Regions from separate parts of the Anser cygnoides genome. Here region 2 is linked to region 1. Evidence: chromatin contacts called from public Hi-C data. All regions are on one chromosome and are shown on one strand. The core of a region is the stretch at or near the end of the contact, and the rest is flanking DNA. Distances in the headings are between cores, read along the strand shown.

What was found. A called contact is a pair of places that touch in the nucleus more often than the background predicts.
Region 2: a Hi-C map of liver shows a contact between it and region 1, with 3 times the contacts expected there. The contact joins the enhancer-like site here to the promoter of KLF15 in region 1. A contact is called at or near these places in 2 of 7 Hi-C or Micro-C datasets (both in liver).

The regions. Positions count from the first base shown.
Region 1 is chr10:12,902,824-12,905,523 of Taihu_goose_T2T_genome, forward strand. It overlaps KLF15 (KLF transcription factor 15), which reads left to right and starts at 1,390. Exons shown (of 3, transcript XM_067003006.1): 1 at 1,390-1,660. It overlaps LOC106045067 (a long non-coding RNA gene), which reads left to right. Exons shown (of 7, transcript XR_007165883.2): 7 at 1-203.
Region 2 is chr10:12,945,429-12,948,128 of Taihu_goose_T2T_genome, forward strand. All of the region lies in intron 2 of LOC136791594 (a long non-coding RNA gene), which reads left to right. Among named protein-coding and RNA genes, the nearest start is that of KLF15, 43 kb to the left of the region's middle. Within about 2 kb of position 1,418, at least 2 of the 3 cell types and tissues checked have open chromatin away from gene starts, as enhancers often do. A contact at or near this core is called in liver, where this site is marked.

The DNA of each region.
Region 1 (2,700 bases), core at 140-2,639:
GAAAAATAAAAAAAATGTGACTTGAAATATCTCTGATGTAGTAGGGAAACCCACTGCTGCAGGAGCTGGCAGCCTGTGCGTCCAAACAGCAGCTTCCTCACTGGGCTTCACCACTGCGGGAGTTAAATGTGGATCCTGATCGCCACGACATTGCATGAATAGTGCTATATTTGCATATATAAAGCTTTAAAATTGTAAATTTATGTATAATTTGTGTATATATAATTAATGCACATGTACCTGTATATACATATATATATACACTAGTTTGTTTATACATATATACATACATACATACTAGTGTATTTAACCAGTGTGTGTGTGTATATATATATGTATAACTGGTATATACATGTGTGTATATATAATCAGGGTATATATACATGTATATATATAACGAGTGTATATATCCGCGTATATATGTAACGAGTATATATATGTATATATATAATAAGTATATATATACACATATATATGTATACAGTGTATATATACATCTATATACACTCTCAGACATATGGTCTGATTTTTGGGTGGTCCTGTGTTGGACTTGGTGATCCTTGTTGGTCCCTTCCAACTCAGGATATTCTGATTCTATGATTCTATGATATATGTAACCAGTGTGTATGTATGTATATATATAATGAGTGTATGTATGTGTGTATATATATGTAATGAGTGTATATATGTACATATATAACCAGTGTATATATACCTGTATGTATGTAAGCAGTATATGAAAGTGTGAGTGTATGTATATGTGTATATATGTGTATGTATATGTGTATATATGTATATACCTGTATATATGTAAGCAGTATATGAAAGTGTGAGTATATGTTTATGTGTATATATGTGTAAGTGTATGTATATGTGTATATATGTGCAAGTGTATGTATATGTGTATATATGTATATACCTGTATATATGTAAGCAGTATATGTATGTATATGTGTAGGGAGTGTATATATATGTACACATATAACCAGCGTGTATGTGTGTGTATGTATGTAACCAGTGCATATATCCGTGTCCATACATGACCAGCATATACATACGGACGCGGTGCACATACAGGTGCATATCCGTGCACATACACACCCCGCCGAGCCCCTACACGCGAGCCTACAGCCCCCCACGCCCGGCAGCGCGATGGGGAACACCCCCAGCCCCAGCACCCCCCTTTCTACCCCCCCCCCCCCCCCGGGCATCCAGCGGCCGCGGGCACGGCGGGGGCCGGGCTCCCATCGGGGCCGGGCTGGGGCCGGCCCCCGGCGCCGCGGGGCCAATGGTGGCGGCGGAGCGGGGCGAGCCTCTCCCCGGCCCCCCCGCCGCCGCCGGCCGCCCGGCCCGCGGGGATAAAGCACTACGCGGCCCGCGCCGCGCTCCGCACCCGCGCTGCCGCCTCCCGGGGGAGCCGCGCCCGCCGCTCCGCACCCCGGGGCTCGGATCTGTCACCGGGGGGGGTGGGCTGGGCTGGGGGCTACTACGCTCCCGGGGGGGGGGTGTCTCGGCTTTGTTTTTTTAATTTTTATTTTTGTATCTTTTTTTGCGTTTTCTACTCTATTTTTGCACCGCGCTCCTTCGCCTTGTCGTCGTTGCTTTCGCATTTTTCTTGGTGATTTTTTTTTGCCCCGGCTCGGCTTGCGGAGGAGTTCAGGTGAGGGTTTGCACCGGGGGGGTGGGATGTGGCAGCGGGGGGGGGCTGCCGCAAGGCTGGGGCTGGGCAGCGCACAAGGGGCGGCGGGGGGGGTGCGCTGCTCCCGGCCATCGGGGCCGGGTGGGATGGGGGGGAGAGCTACCAAAGCCTCCTAAAAAGTAGAAAAAGGATCAATAAAATAGGGGAAAATAATAACAACTTCGCAGCGTTGGAGATCTGGCAGTGCCGGGGTGAGGATTGTGGCCCCCCCCCCCCCGACCGCTGTCACCGCGCGTTGTTTGGGGAGTTCGGTGCCGGCCCGGGGTGCGCGCCGCTCGTGGAGGCCGAAGTTTGGGTCTAAAGGTGGGGGCACTTTGCAGAAAACAGGGAGAAAACAGGGCTTTGGGAAGGGTTTTACAGCATTCCAGAAGCAGTGGCGCTGAAAAAAAAGCGGGGGAGGCCCCTAAATGTAGCCCCCCACCCCTAGTGTCCGATGAGCAGTGCAGCCACCTTGCAGCAGGGCTGAGAGTAAACGGGTTTCCTGGCTCGTGGCTCCTTTTTTTTTTTTTTTTAAATTATTTTTTTATTACCCCCCATGCATTTCCATTTTGATTTCTTAGAAACGCTGGCCCTGGTTCCCTGGCCAGTTTATGGCTCTGTCCGTGGAGCACGAGTCAGCCTGAACAGATATTAAATCTTCTAGGGAGCAAGGGAAAACAGTAAACAGATTAGTCCTAAACTAGAAAGAGCTGTAGCAACATACATGGGAAATGACTGTCAGCATATCTGAACCCACGTACTGCTGTGTTATCTGTGCTGGGAAATGGGTCCCCATGTTGCAGCAAGTTCCCAGGACTTAACGTTTTAAGGTTATTCAGAGACAGAATATGCCTTCTCTCCCTATTTCCCTTTAAGCTGGTGATTAGACGGACAGATTTTAAGCAGAACAACATGTTTCTGGCAGGAAGGACTTCGTAACAACCCAGGGAACTCTTAAAAGTTGGAGCCCGTCGCGTTGCCGTGCGCTGTTGAACAGCTGCTCTATTTCACTCCAGAAGCGG
Region 2 (2,700 bases), core at 168-2,667, 43 kb after region 1:
TTGCTGTGAAGTGAGAGTGGTAGGTACTCCACGCTCCAGTGACCGTTCCAACACAAATCGGTGTTAGATTATGGAGCAAATCCAAGACTGGGAGAAGCAATAAGGAAAATCAGTACCGTCTGCAGTCTTTGTTCATGAGGCACACTAACTAGGTGTTATTCACGCAGGTGGCTGTAAAATCTGGAATGTGCTGCTATGTTCTGAAAAGAAAAATCATAGCCGTAGCATGGTAAATACCTACAGCACCTGATGTGGAAGCTCAGGAATTTCAGTAAATCCTGATTCACTGGCTGAAGTCTAGACTGCAACTTAAAATTCACCATACGGCCTGAGATCAGGGCCTTAGTTCCTCTTGCTGATAGTGGTCAGTGGTGATTATTTGCAGGCAGAGAAGAAATGGGTATGGCTAAAGCCTGTACTTCCAGCTACAGCCAGCAGCAAATTAGGGACCTTCTAAGCCACAAGTTACTTCAGGTTAATGCCAGAGATCACCCATGGGCTGATCCTCTGTTTGAACACACTCATGCCTTTGGCCTACATAATGTCCTGCAGCAATCAGTTTCGTGGCTCCATGAGGCTCAGCGTGAGATATATTTGTGTTTATTTTAAATGTATGTCATAGTATGCTGTTGTATGTTGCACTTTTGAATGTGTTCCTTTGCCCATGAAACAACAGCAGGTAATTGTTCCCTGAGTTCAAGTCCCTTTTATCAATCAAGTTGTCTCACCACTGGGCTCTTGGTTACTCACAGAGGTGAGACTGTGAAGAGAAAGTCCTGGACCAGAGAAGCCCTATCCCAGAAGATAACCTGACTGACTGCTATGTCAGAGTTTGCACTGACAAACTCTGTTGGGTGCAGTCTGTTTGCTGACCAGTGGGCTGCCAGGCTGCAATTCCAGCCGGTTTGAATCAACAAGCCTGGCTCTCATTTTCCTGAGATCTCATCAGAGCTGCTATCAGCTTGGATCCAACCTGGTGGATCAATGAAAGTTATGACGCTATATGGATTTGTTTTTCAGTGGCATTGATAAAAGAGTGTTGCAAGATCCTCATCTCAGACTCAGTCTGGCTAACTGAAGGTTGTGAAATTTCCAAAGACGACAAGGGGAAAAAAGAGCAAAAAAGCAAAAAAAAAAAAAAAAAAAAAAAAAAAAATCACTCTCCCCTGTGTTGCAACTCTGAGTGCAATCAATTGCAAACAATAATTCTCTCACTGGACACTCAGCTTCATTTTAGTTGGGTCCATGGAAAGTAATTTCTATATATATCAGCTAGATGTCTGACCTGAGGGTTGAAACAAAGAAATCTGCTTACAGAAATGTTGCAAATGCAAAATTCTGGCACTGCAGTCCAAGTTCTGCCCTTGACTAATGTAGTTTGTCTCAAAATTGTGACCACGTTGAGCAATTGTACAGGGGAAGGGAAGAACTGAACCATTCTGAACAACATCTGTAAGCTAAAAACCAAGAAGTGAGTTCCACTAGGAATGGAAATACTTGATTAATGAGCAACACTGAAGCGAAGATATTTGCTGTGAAACAGCTCCCAGATCTACACTGCTGCTTCAAAGCATTCCTCCTCATCTTGGACAACCATGGCTTTACCTGCTCTGTGCTGGATGAGAGGATCCAGTTCCCCTTGCTCAGCATTTCAGCTGCTCTCTGAAATGCTCACCTCTTCTGCTAGCCCACTAGCTGTGGGCTGGTGACTGCAACATGAAAGTGCTGCGTTTAATTGGATCTGATTCCCACAGCAAACTAATGAAGCATCTCTGGTATTAATGGGGACACTTCAACAGCTGGCCATGACATAAAGTCAGGAAGAGTCTGCTGAGTTTTCAGTGATGTTGGTTGGATTATGGCAGAGCAGAGAAGCCCAAGGTCTTTGTGAAGGTAATGTACAGGCAGTCCCTATCACAATGAGCCTGATCAGAGTTTAGCAGGACTTTCCCAAAACATTCTTTTAAGCCAATTCAGAGGAACGAGAGAAAGGGGAAGAATCAACACAATTTGCACGTGGGAGTTGAAGAAAACAACATAAAAGCTCTAGGAAATTTTACTCCAGCTTTTGCATTTGGCAGAATGGCTTCATGATGGGATTTCAAGTGCTCAGAAATCCCCTGGCATATGGTCCAGAACAAAAAATAATCTAATCGAATCCAATCTCATCTAATCTAATTTCATTTCTCACTATTGTGAAATCACCACAAAAGCATCTGAGACATTTTTACTTCTTTTTAAATGCTGACCTTCTGCAGGATCAAGTCACATGTATTACTGCTATATAGACACTGTTCCTTAGCAGAATTATCATTTAACTGAACAGCACTATGTTGCAAGAGGAAATCCTTGTCAATGACAGCTATGACCAGGAGAAGCCTTGTGAGTGTTTTTACTAGGATCACCATAAAAACGATAGGAATATGCCACGCTATGACAGTTGTTATGTTTTGCCCACTGTGGAACTGCCAATGTGGGTGACCTTTCAGCAAGAGCAAAATATTGCAGTTTACTGATACCTCCACGGGTCTGATTTCAGTGACCTTCCACATGCATGCAAGGAAGAGTTAAGACAATCCTGCAACTGAATCTGAAGGAGCAGGTGTAAGAGTAGGTCAAAGCTCTTCATATCTTTTAATGCAGTAAATAATGTTGTATATGCAGTGTAACAACCACTTGAGGTGGTGCTTAACACTTCAC